2 separate regions of the Mus musculus genome follow, and region 1 is linked to region 2. The links are chromatin contacts, called in public Hi-C maps. All regions are on one chromosome and are shown on one strand. The core of a region is the stretch at or near the end of the contact, and the rest is flanking DNA. Distances in the headings are between cores, read along the strand shown. Region 1 has its middle 63 kb from the start of Gm13575. Region 2 overlaps Fign (fidgetin).

Region 1 (7,053 bases), core at 3,928-6,427, 480 kb after region 2:
TGATGTTTCTGACATTGTTCACTGGTCTTAACACAACATATCTCAGAAAAGATCACAGAATTCAGCCATTTTTTCTTCATATTTCTTCTAAAGAAGCTTAAGTATTATCACATCACCATCCAATGTTAAAATCACTCTATCTTACGACAAGGGATGTAAGTAACAATGCATAGTCATGTAAAGTTAGAAGGACAAAACTGTTGGCAGAAGACTACTCTGTTTTAAAGATAAGTCATGTGATGTGCTAAACAATTATTTTAATTATGGGAATAGATTAGGATAGTATCTTAACTGCATGAATTAGTATAGAATAATGCAGAGAGAAGAGGAAAGGCAGGAGGGAGGGGGAGGCAGGGAACAGGGGAAGGATGGATTGGGAGAGGGAGGCAAGAGATAAAAATGGGAAGGCTCTCTGAACTTTACATGCAATGTCTATAGACATTTTACTTTCAGGTCTTGGTAGACATCTTCAACGCAGAGTCAGGAAAGGAGCGGTACCGCTGTTATGACTAAGGATAACGCACCAACTAACACTCTCAGGGGAAGCCAAACTAGACACATTAAAGAAGTCCACTGTGCCTGTGAAAACAAATCTAAACATTTCTGTTTCTGGATATCAAGAACAAAGCTCAAAGATTGAAGAGTCTATAAAAACATAATACACGTTGTATTAATAGTTTCCCATAGTTACATGTGCTTCACACATATTTTTATGAGCTTAGATGCTTGGTAAGGATAAGTTCATTATCTTATAATAGACAGTTTTGACTATAGATATTATTGACTTGAAGGAGTTGCTAATTGAGTGAGTCTTTAGATAAATCCATGATGTCAGTATGACAAATACTATTTGCAGACAATGTCATTTATAGACATGGATGGAAATGGAATGCATGCACAATTATTTGAAATCTAATGAACCTTCAATTTCTGTATTAAATGTTCTCATCCAGCAGTTATGAGCCTAAAAGTCATTCTGTAACTCTAGAGGCATTTGCTTTGCTTTGTCACATGAGTAGGTGTAGCTCACGCATTCTCTCTGATAGACATACCTACGTAGCCAGGGCAGTCTACTGAGAGATTGTACCCTCTCTGCCGGCCACAGTGATGCACTTTGCATTCCTCAGTTCTTTCTCTAGTTTCCTTTCTTCCTTTTGCTTTATACTGATTCCTTCACCTTTATTAGATCTCTTATCTTGGTTCACTCCTTTGCCTGATTAATGCAAGTTCCGGTGGTCAGTGTGGACATTTGGGCCATTTGCAGGTGCCACTTCACCACATCCTTGCAGGGCTCCAGGGACTGACCTGACAGAGTCACGGGGGCAAGGGTAAAGCAAAGACTAACAGACAAAAGCCAGGATCTGGTGGGCTTTGGCTGCCTCTTGGAGAAGCCCCAGAATCACGGGAGCTCAGTGTGTTTATTACTCACAGTTGAACAGAGAGGTGGGGTTGCTGCAGGCAGCTGGATCAGGGTTAGTAGCATACAGCTAAACAAGGAGGCAGGGGTTTATGATATACTGTCAGATCAAGGAGAGAGGTTTAGTGAATCTCAGTAGGAGAAGCCATCAGGCCCTAATATGGGGGCACGGAAGGGGAGCTAGGGTGAACAGTTTGTGCCCACACTGTCAGCATTCCCAGTCACAGCAGCAACCACTGCTTGGATGCTCACCTGGCCTGAGGCACTGGTGCAAGAAGTGACCTTGCCCCTGTGAAGGAATACACAATCAGGCCGGACTTTACTTCCTCCCTAAGCCCCATGCTCTTGCCTTCCTCTGTGCCCACCTATGTTCTCTCAAAACCAGGTTCTGGGGAGAATCAAGAACAAACGATAGAAGCTTCCAGAAACATCGTTTATCCCTTTACTTACTTGTTCTGTGCTCTCTTAAATTCTAGATAACTTCTTTCTATTGAAAGTTTAAGAAACTACGTTTGTGTCTCTGGCTCATTGTGTGGTTCTTTTAGAGGTGTTTTTGCTACCCTCAATGGTATGAGTAGGGTATGTTAGGACCAGAGAGAGCTGAAAGTAAACACGAATTCATAGAAGCCTGGTTCCAGCTCAGACAGGAGTCACAGTGACACCCTAATTTAACACAAGCCACAGGGCTCTCTAAGTACTGGAGACTAATGTATGTGATAGTAATAGTGTGTCTTTGTGCCTGGGACATGTGGGAATGTGAGTTTGCAGTTTGGTGAAGGATGAAAAATTTGTGGTTCTCAGCAGTGATAATTAGCAATTGAAGATGAAGAAGAAAGAGAAACATGCCTTGCCTTTCTTGGAGGTTCTATGGTGTTATGTGAATAATAAAACCATCCAGACCCTTTACTGTGATGTACAAGGGAGGTTCTTGGTTTGAGATGGGGGAAATTCAGTTGAAAGAATAAACTTAGATGCCAAATGCTAGCAATATGTGTAGATTTTAAAAGATCAAAATATAACCTTTCTTGATTTCTTCCCTCCAGGGTCTTTCTTTTTTAATGTGATGGTAGACATCTTTTCATTTAAACAGTGCCATGAGACTCAATGGAAGGCACACTAGCTGGTTACCAGAGATGGAGTCTAAGGCAATTCCAAATAGAGAGGAGTTCAAGAATTTAGATTTCTCTTAACTCTGATGCATTAAATACAGTGTGAGAGGACCATGTATAGATCATAGACACATGACGAGTAGAGGGCTTTTTATTCCACATTATCCTTAAGCACACACTGCTTCATGGGAAATTAATCAATATTCATTAACTGAATTGTAAGTTTTTTTTTAAATCTAAGTCAGTTAATTTATTACATTAAAAGCTATTATTACTGAGCTACTAGAATGTGTAACTAGATTTCACTCTGCGGGTAGAAGAGCTAGAACAGAACAATGGCTGATTGTAGAGAGTCTTGTTTCCTCGTGAGTTCTGAGTGGTTACCTTGGGATACTATTCCCCATGGTGAGTAATCTGAAAATGATCAGAGTGGTATTTGGGTAGCACCAAGCACACCCCACACCAGAAGATGGCAGCCACAAAGCAAGAAAAATGAGAACTGCGACATTTTCACTGTTTCTAACTTTAATCGTTTTAAACAACCCCAGTATAAAGTCATAGTAGTCTTATCCAATTCTGCAACAGCTTTTTGTTTGCTTTGCTTTGCTTTCTTACAATGTAAAGTTAGTTTCCATCTTTGGAACTGTGGGATACATGTCATCCTGCCATTTCTAAAACTTAAGCAAATGGAGGAAGAGAATTGGACACAGTTAGCTGGTCTTTCTTTCTTTCTTTTTTCTTTTTTTCTTTTTCCTTTTTTAATCAACCCAGTCCCCTTCAGCCAAGCACCAGTGAAGCCCGACAGCATGGCACATTTCCCCACAATATACTCACACTCAGTCACCCCCTAGGAGGAGAGGGAGTGAGAGGGCTATTGAGCACTGAGAATCTCTCCAATGAATCACAATTATGTGAACACCTGTGCTAACTAAGTTTGTGCTGAGCCACTGTGAAAATTTGCAAAGTGCTCAACAGCCCTGAGAGTCTCTCATTTATTATCTCAGGTGGGGTGGTCTGCAACTGTACATTAGGTTGCAATGTGAACCATGTAAGGACATGCATTCAAGACCCCATCTAGGACCTTTCCATTCTTCCTGCAGGGTACAGCTGTGCTCCTTAACGGGCCAGAGTTTCTTTCTGAATGTCTGCCCAGAAAAGTTAAGGGCAAGTATAGGATTCCTTCTCCTCCAAATGAGGTGACTTTAGAGCCGCAGTCCATTCACTTACATTTCAAGATGAATTGACCATGGGATTGATCTTGGGGAGAACCTAAAAAAAAAATCAATGGTGTTTTTATGAATCTATAACCTTGTCATATGTTAAACTGTAAAGGTATCAAAACTCTAAAAGATGAGAAAGAACTGTAGTCATAAGCACAAATTTTAAACTGCCCACAAATTCTTTTCTCAGTAGGTAGTAATGGAGGAAAACTAATTTACATGCCAAGAAATTTATAGACAGACTACTTTTGAGTGGATGATTGATGAGAATTGGGGAAATAATTTATAAATGAAGTCATCAAAACAGCTAAAGCCTTGAAGTTGAGATCCTTGACTAAGCCACATACAGGGCCAATTGTTGACGGCAGAATAATAGTTCTACATAAGTCCCAGACAGTGGCTGTTGTCAGTCTGCTCTGTATTAAGGACTAGAAACTAAGGTGTAGTTTCTACATGTCAATTCAATTTTAAGAATGGAAATTTCCGTGTTGTTCTATAGGAACAATAGGTCGATTTGCCAGAGATCCCTCAGTGAAAATTTTATTTGCAACTTTGGATAGCTGAATTGAAGAGGAGATATTGATACAAAGGCAAGGGCCTTCTCTGGTACTTATTCTTCCAAGTATGACTCTCACGGCATCATGTTTTAAACATAGGACGGATAGAGAGTGCTCAGTGACTAGTTCCGTTGTTACAGATAGCAAGGGTGTGCTATGAAACAGCCGGAGATGATGCAAAGGGAAATCTTGATGCCGCGGAACAGAGCAGCCCAGTGAGACAGTCATCACATTCCAAGGCAAGAGTTCTGGATCTGGGTACTCACAAGCACATGAGCGGATGTTAGGAAATCATTGACGTTCTCCCTTTGGTCCCAGCAGTTTAGCTGGGAGATAGAAGGACTCTGAACTTACAAGCTTTGATCTCCTTCCCTTCAGGGTTTTACTCATCTGGGTTTCAGTCATTCCCTCCATTAGCTGAAAAGATACCTCTTTCCCCTGCTGTTACCTCTGTAATTAGATGAAAGGAGAACTAAGATGCACGGGAGATGAGCGGATGATAGTGCTTTGGCTTCCTGCCAGAGTCTTCTAATGAAAATGAACGCTTTCTGCATCTGGGTCCACGGCATTTGTTTGGAAGAGAGAAGTTTGGAAGGCTAGGTGAGTGAAGAAGGGTGAGAGAGAAAAATATCCTCCGGCTGGAATAGATCCATGTATCATTTAGGAATTAGATTTATTTGGATTTTGTGAACATCAAGTGTATGTCAGTCAATCGGCATACACTATCTCATTTAATCCTCACGGTACAATGCGGTGGTAAACAGATTTTAGCCCACTTTTTCAAAATATGAAAAATGAAGCCGAAAGTGGTTCCAAGCTCCTATTTGCTTCAGTCTGGAACCCTTGCCTAGCTGATGTCAAAACTTAAGATTCTAATTGCTACAACATACTGCCTCCTAGTGGCCGAAGTTGGGTAGGAATCTAGCCAAGATCAGCTACTGAGGGGGTGGGTGGCATTTGTTCTAGATGGGAAATGGTATTAACCCTTCAGGCTCAATTCTCTATCTCAAAGGCATGCTGAAAATGTCAAAAGTATTCTAGATGCTCTAAGTCCTCCAATATTTTTTAATGTTTTTCTGAAAATAGATTTTTTTCTCATACAATACATCCTTACCACCACCTATGGTGTCTGCGCATGTGTCCATGCAATCACACTCACATACACAACTGTGGATGGACAATCTCACCAGGTTTTAAGTTTTATAATATAATCTTTTTTTCCTCTTTACTCATCAAATCAGGATACACAACTACCCTAGCTTTTATCTTTCTTTCTGATATTGTTAAGTTATATTTGCTAATAAAGCTTATGAACAAACTCACATTAAGGGCTTAAGACCTTCATTTTTAGGTTTTATTTTTCATTCATGGGTTTTTTTGTGATTATGCAGTGCAGGTGTCGGAGTACCCACAGGAGCCAGTAGAGAAGGTTGGTTCCCCTGGAGTTGTTGATTTGTGGGCACTGGGAACTGAACTCTGGTCCTTTGGAATGAACAATGTACGATCTTACCTGTTAAGCCACATCTCAAAGGCCCATGTTCCACTAAAGTTTAAATGAGTATCAAAGGCATAATCACTTGCTTAGTACTTAATTTTATTTATTTCATATCATAGATTTTTCTACATAAAATGCCTGAAGTCAGAGAAAATGATTCGAAGTAACAGGAATTTCAGGCCTTGTGGCAGATGGGTGAAAACATGATTTCTGCAAGGTTACCTATGCCCCATATTAGTTGAAATATATTTGAAAGGCACATGTTTACTTTGCCTCTGCACTCGGCTGACCCTACTGAACAGGTGTATTGAAATATTACACTCTTAGAGATCAGAGGCTGCTGATAATGGCCTTAATGCTGCCATTCCTAAATTTCTATTAAATGATGCCTTACCATGCAACATTCTGTACTTGGTCTGGTAAATGGGTATTAGTGACCTCGAGTCAACAAACTTTGCTTCTCTCGACACTGAGTAGCACCGTAGCATTTAAAATTCATAGTTGCATTTACTTTTTAAATAGAACTTCAAGTCTTTAACTACCTAAGCAGAAAGCTTGAACAAAAGATATGGCCTTTAATGATGGGGTAGGCTGATGTTACTGGTCATAGAAGTTATAGCTCAGTGGTTAGTGCACTGAGATGGCAGAACCTTCCCAAAAATATTTCTCCCAAGTTCCATGGGCACAACGCACTGCCAGGCTCTTGACTCTTTGCTGTGTCTGTGCATTGTCACCATAACGGGTAAATAATGGTCAGTAGTGTTGGACCCATCAGGCCGAGCATCTTTCTTTGTTTCTCACGATTCTCATCTCTGTTCTATAGGAATCAGCCACACCTCCCTTCATGTCCTCCAGTTCTTTCCCTTCATGGCCGCGTTAATGAAGTCTCTCTACAGCTACTTCGTCAAACTAGTGCATAATGACTGCCTCTGCACAGGGATGTGAGTGACTAGAAAGACTTAAAGTTGTCATTCACATTTTTTTCAGCATGGTAAAACACAGTTTAGAACATTCAAATGAACAAAATATCCTTACTATTTTTAGTAGCAAAGTGACCCCACCACCAATGAAACATTGGATTGTTTGTTTTCATCCACTAAAGTACAAAATACAGGGGGCCAATTCTCTTTTGAACAATGCACCAATGAATTATGTTATCATCATAATGACAATGAAAGCCCATTTGGCAATTAAAATAAATGAGCTAATTCTATGCACATGAACAAGGATACATGTTGAAAATACAATGGTGTGT
Region 2 (6,578 bases), core at 373-2,872:
GTCAAAGTGCTGTTCTGGCCACTGGGCATGCTCCGGCGTCCACTGCATCTTCAAGCCTAAGAATTGGACGGGAAAGACAATAAATTTACTTAGATATTCTTCGGAACACATAAAGATTCCCCCACCCTACCGCCCCCAACTATATCTGCTATTTATTAACTTCCACTAACAATATGGAGGTGGATAAGAATCTTCCCAGGTTGTAATACATAGTGTGATCTCTATAATATGAATTCTTCAAAATGGGGAGACATTAAACGTTGTAAAAAAGATAAATCCAATGTAAAATAAAACTCTGTAGATATCAAAAAAAAAAAAAAAGATAAAAGAGCCTTATTGCTGTCATAAACCCATAGAGTTACTTATTTAACACGAATACTAGACACACACACACACACACACACACACACACACACACACACACACACACTCCTGTCAAATTAGAATTCAATCGTGGTTGTTTGCAATAACATATACACATACATTTTAATATCCAGCATGCAGTACTGTTAACATGTATGCCACCTACTTATTCTGGCTCTTCCCATCAGTTTCTGTTTTATATTTTTAGCAATATAAAAATGAGACACAGCTGACAGATCGCATCTAGGATACCTCTCTTATTTGGTACTGAACACCTAGTTAGCACAGTATAATGCTCCCTGCACAGAACAATATGACACAGACATAGCAGGTCATTCCATAATCCAACTCTCATCTAAAGTGGCCCACGACAGTTTCAAATCTGCTTCGTGGAGTGCAGCAAAGCAATCTCCCAGGCAGCGCTCCACCGCTTTCATCGCACAAAGCCTACAACTCGGTATGAATTACAACTGGCTCCTTTTTGCCTCTCAGTTCTGTTGTTGAGTCTGGGGGGGAAATAAAAACAAGCATCACTTGTCTGTCCGGGCTTCTTGTGTGATTCTCCCTCCTCCTCTGATAATCCTCCTCCCCCAATAGACTGAGATACCAGGAGAGGAGGGAAGAACATGAGAAAAAGAGAAAGGAAGTGAAGAAGGGATGGAAAGAGTGGAGAAACTGGATTTTAGCCCCTTACATTTCTACAGTGATCCCTCCACGGCAGAAAGTGGATGCGTACAACTCATCCACGAGGTCACAGGAATAAACCCGTCATTCTGCTAGATTGCTAACTGAAGCCACTGACTCTGTAGTAACCCTGAAATGAGTATTTTCTTACTTCAGAGAAAACTCTCAGTTATTAGAATCAGATAGTCGTTTTAAATGATAACTTTGGAAAGACCTTGGGAATTAGCTGCTTCACACATCACAAAAGCAGTGCCCAAAGCGATTGATTTAAGAGGCTTTCATCTAGTTAGTTACCAACAAGTACTGGAACCCCACTCTCCTCTTTTTCAGGGCTTGCTCACTCATCTTAACTCTAATCTCTGCTCACTTGGAATGGACACTTCCTACCATGCTATGGCTGTGTTAGATGCCCTCCCTAATCTCTTTTGTATTACTCAAAGTGAATTCTGCAAACCATCTTGTGCCCTCTGGCAGAGAATCCTTGATAAGAGGAAGGCCTGGTCTAAATGAGGCATCTGTGGCATCCGTTCCCTTCCCTTCTGAATTCCCCAGCAGTGTTGACAGCTCCCATCCCTTTCTGTTCTCCTCCCCCAACCACTTCAGCCCTGCTTTGCCTGACTCTGGCTTTTGACATGGCCAGCTTTGACTCGCTGAGCTAAACTGAACAGAGCACACAGTTTGGTAACAGAATGGCATGTTGATTCCCTTCTGACTCCGTCTTCCTTGTTTGCAAAACCACTGCACCAGACAGTGGAAGTTAATTAGCAGGAGGATGCTGTGCTAATTGTGTTAATTTACAAGGTTTTAGTCAAAGAGAATCATGCCAGGGCTGGCACTGCTGTCATGCTTCCGACTTAATGATTAAGAAATACTGAAAACAAGGTGGGAAGGATTGCAGTAATTACACAATAAATGAATAAAGCAACAGGATTCATTTGCAAATATATTTTACTGCCGCTGGACTCATTTGCATTTGGATTTTTAAAAAGGATCCATGCAGATATTCATTTGCAAATCACCAACTCAGTGAAATTAAGTTTGGATGCCGCACAAGTATAAGTTAATCAGTCTTTATGTGTGTGTGTTTTGTAAAAATACTAAAGATTTTAGTTCTTGTGTATATGCAACATATTCCCCACTTTACTTCAAATATTCATAGGTTTGTTTAAGACTACACATACTGTAAAACAATCAAATCAACTTGGAAATTAATATTGTGAACCCCAAAGAAGCACACTTTTATTCTCCCACTCAGAGAAAGAGGAAGGAAGGGTTGGTGAGCGGGACTCTGGGAAGAAGTGAAGTGATCTAATTGTTTCTGCTTTCTCAGTCATTACTCTTTAAGAGGAGAAAAACACACCACAAAGTGGGTGATATGACTGAACTACACTTGAAGGGGGAAAGGATGCAATTTTAATGAAGCGGCTTTTCAGGAATCATACTTTCATTAGACTCAACTGGAAATTATTAAGGGCAAATCACCAGGAACCAATCGCAAGTAATCAGTATCTAACTTCCTCCAGTATCAAGGGATTTACTCCGAGCCTAACATAAAGGAGAGAATATCAATGTGATGGCAGTGTCGAGCTAAAAGACCTACACATTCATTAATCCCATGATTATTTTCAAGTAATTTCTATTAGGATTTTTTTCCTCTTAAAAAAAAAAACCTGAAAATATTGAGTAGTAAAAATAAGAACACATGTGCTCTGATGGGACATATTAATAGATAAAGAATAAAAATGAATATGCATCTCAAAAATAATTTAGAAGTCACAGGACTACTGGACAGTGCACGTGTAGGCAAGTGCAGCCTGTGCCTGGAAGCATACATGCATGCACAGGCAAGCACACAGAATGATCGGATTCGGCTTCCTTCCAGCTTAGTTGAGGCGATTACTTGTTGGATTTAGTTAATAGCCAGGACAGAAAGAAATAACCTTTAAAAAAAGGTGAACAGTGAAAAAAAAAATGGAAGGCAGGGCCTCTCTGTCTTGGTTTAAGCAAAGTTTTCTTATGAATTAATTGCTTATAACAATGCAAACATGATTTTAATGTTACCATTGCTTTACATGCTAAGCCTATGCACTTGGAACAAAATAGATTGCCCACTTAAACTGGGTATTTCTATGCAGTTTTAATGTAGCAAAACTAATTGAATTTTCAAACATTTATATTTCTTCTGAAATGAAGCAAAGATCCTATCCATCAAAAATAATTCATTGGGATAGTTACTGGATTGAATATGTTTATTGATGTAACTGAAAGTTTACCTATTGATGCATACTAAGCAATATCCTTAGCAAATGTGAGAAAGGTAAGTCTGATGTCTGTTTAACTTGAAGGAAAAAGGAGTGTTCCTTTCTTCTGGGAGAGCCTTGGAACCATAATCTAGACCCTGATGTTACTAAGATGCACAGGAGTCAGTGTTGACGACCCTGGTGGGGCCTTGAGAACATAAAGAGCCTATTGACCAGTGCTTGAATCTTAGCATTATGTGTTGGGGGAGGGCACCAAATGTATTGCTGTTGTTGATCTTGTTTACTGGTGGTGACAAAGTGGAAAAGATGTGGCGCCAAATGTTCTTTGAACAAAGGTATACAGTGCCCCAGTTGACTGTATCACCGTTGTCTGGGAGAGCAGAAGGCTTCTGGTACTAAAGCAAGGAGATGAGTTAAAGAAAAGAAAAGCAAAAAAGCTTTGATGTGATTTTTCCTTAGAACATATAAAGAAAAAAAATCCAAAGAATGATGCTATTTTACACTTTAGAAACTTGTTTTCAGAACAATAATTCCCAATGTTGTTTAGAGGTATCATACATAGTACAATAAAGACAAATATCAGAGAACAGTCAGATGTATGCCTATAACTTTAACTCTAGCATTTGGGAGGCTGTGGGATAGTCATGAATAAGAGGATATCCTGGGCTACATAGAGATATCTTGTCTCTCATATAGTTTTTCTTCTCCTTTCCCCCTCCATAAAATATAGGAAAACAATAGCTATAGATTTTAAAGATAATTTAAAAGTGCTCCAAAATGATATTTTTTATTTTGTAAAAGGTGAGAAATTTCTTACCACAGCTGGCACATCTTATGGTACTTACGTTTAAAAATAATTAACAAAGTTATTGATGATTTATCAGAAATGTTACCTACAGATGGCAGATATAACAGTAAATCTCTGACCATTTTGTTCTCTTGTTCTTACCTCAGGATGAACTCTGAACATCTAAATGTGCATCCCTTTGTTTTGCACACCAAAGTGGGCATTTGAATGACATCTGCCGTTCTTCGCATTGCTGACCATCTTAGAATTCGGTACCTAAACAGTAGCTGCTTTACAGCTTTCATTTTGGTCTTTAATTCATTTGGAAACCAAACAACCAAAATGTCTAAAGTCTTGCCTCAGTTTCAAGAATTTAAAGAAAACAAATAAAACACAGCAAAAGTGAAGGGAATAATATTTAGACAAGGGAGAGAATTAGAAGAAGAAGAAAAAGTATGTCTCCTAGAATCTATTTTTAGCATATGTTGCTGGGAGAACTACCTGGAAGCACTAGTGCCCAACTTTAATACACTTGTGGGATTCAACAGTTCTAGGTGTGGAAAGCTAGGCCCCAGCTGTGTTACCATGGTGGCACCTCTACCTGCTAAGGACCTTTCATTGTTATGTTTCCTTAGACTCCTAAGGGTAAGGACACAAGGCAAATATTACAGGTGTAGAGAGGGCTTGTGCTTGAGTAGCTCTATGACACAATCTTTGTGGTAACATGCCTATTATGGCGGGTGACTGTACTCTGAACTTTGCATTACTTTAAAAAAAAACTACTTGAAGTACCATACTACAATATTTATCATTTTTTTTTTTGTACAAAGCATAGCTGCTGGAATAAACAAGAGTAAAGTAGTTATAAGGGTTTAGAGCCTCTGCGGTCTGTTGATATAGCAACTTCATCATCCCTTACGTTGGGAAAGGGCTGCACAAGTACACAGAATGTTCAAGATTTCAAGGAGAGAGAACCAAATTCACTGGCCCCAAATACAGCTTCAGCAGTGAAGAGCTTTCAGAGAAAGGGGCTGCAAACCTCCTGGCTCCAGACTCTGGCTCGGTTCTGTGTGATGTTTCCTCATTGCCTTTCTTCAAGGGACTGAGGAGCAATACTAGTGATTGGCCAGATTCTGCAGCTCTCGCTCTCTCTCTCTCTTCGTCTATGCACTTTCAGCAGCAAATTGACTACCATGACCCATTTCATCTGGAAAACACCTCACTCCATTTCCTAAGGTTGGCTGAGCTTAAAATACAAGGTAAAGGATAGGAAACGGTGGGGGAAAGCACATGGCACTTTATCTGTACTCGGTTCACACACTAAAGGGTTTTATAGTATGAATGCAATACAGAAGTTCTCAAATTTATTTAGTACACAAGTTGAGAGCATTCAGCATCTAAAACCTTGGGGCTCCATAAGGAAGCTAAATCAACGGAATTTCTGCTTTGTTTACCATTATTATTATTGTAAATTTCTGACTATTGTTTTAGGAGATTAATATATTTTTAGGATATCCCAGTCCAAACACAATTGCCTCTCTTCCAGATTGGGATTCCATTTACTGTGTGCTTATAGTTTGGAGACTATTTTGTATACCAAAGAGTTTTAGTTTGATTCATAACTAGGATGTTGGAATAGAAAGATACTGAAGAAAGTTGTGCACATAAAGATGGTCTAAGGCCAGCAAAGTGACTCAGGATATGAAGATGATTGTGATAAGAGTGATGGCCCAAGTTCAACCCTGAATCTCAAGTATAGGTGGAAGGAGAGAACTGACTCTAAAAAAAAGTCTTCTATATATACATGTATACACACACACACACACACACACACACACACACACACACACACACACACTTTTACTTTTTTAACAAAGAAAGTTCTAGAAGTTCATTTAAAAAATTAAAAACTCTTATCCTTGCAAGTCAGCTATATGATGCTCTTGTTCTTATCTTTGGAAGAGTTGCTTGTACTCACTTTGCTATAAAAAGTACAGGCGAGAGCCACGCCTTTTTAGTCTGCAGACAAGACTACCTACAGTAATAATTTTTTTATGTGAAAATATTTCCCAAGTATGAGACATACAAACATCACGGATTTATATTTTAAAAATACCATAGATATTTTAAACACAAAATAATGTGACTGGGACAGGAAAATAAATGTAAAACTACTCCCCGTTTAAAAAGAAACTAAGACAGTCACCGAAAAGGCCAATTTCCAGTGTGGATGTTGTTACAAGAAAGGTATAGAAAGTCTTTCAAGATCGCTTTAATCAAAAAGGTGTCAAAATTCAAACTGCTAGCTGGGCACAGAGGGACAGGTCTGAAACTCCAGTACATGGCAATCGGAAGCAAGAGAGTGACCAGTTCAAGTCTACACTGAGCTGCTCAGTGAGACAGGACTCAAAAACAAATCGGTGGCTTTCATAGCATTTTCTTTAGTTTTCATGTTGTTTTGGTCTCAATATAAGGGGGAAAGG

Evidence for each region. A called contact is a pair of places that touch in the nucleus more often than the background predicts.
Region 1: a Hi-C map of the N1E-115 cell line shows a contact between it and region 2, with 7 times the contacts expected there. The contact joins two enhancer-like sites. A contact is called at or near these places in 3 of 484 Hi-C or Micro-C datasets (the HL-1 cell line, the N1E-115 cell line and neural progenitor cells).

What each region holds. Positions count from the first base shown.
Region 1 is chr2:64,453,169-64,460,221 of GRCm38.p6, forward strand. No RefSeq gene overlaps it. Among named protein-coding and RNA genes, the nearest start is that of Gm13575, 63 kb to the left of the region's middle. Within about 2 kb of position 5,178, at least 5 of the 459 cell types and tissues checked have an H3K27ac peak or open chromatin away from gene starts, as enhancers often do. A contact at or near this core is called in the N1E-115 cell line, where this site is marked.
Region 2 is chr2:63,980,844-63,987,421 of GRCm38.p6, forward strand. It overlaps Fign (fidgetin), which reads right to left. Exons shown (of 4, transcript NM_001267846.1): 4 at 1-56. The coding sequence starts at 48. Among named protein-coding and RNA genes, the nearest start is that of Fign, 110 kb to the right of the region's middle. Within about 2 kb of position 1,623, at least 30 of the 459 cell types and tissues checked have an H3K27ac peak or open chromatin away from gene starts, as enhancers often do. A contact at or near this core is called in the N1E-115 cell line, where this site is marked.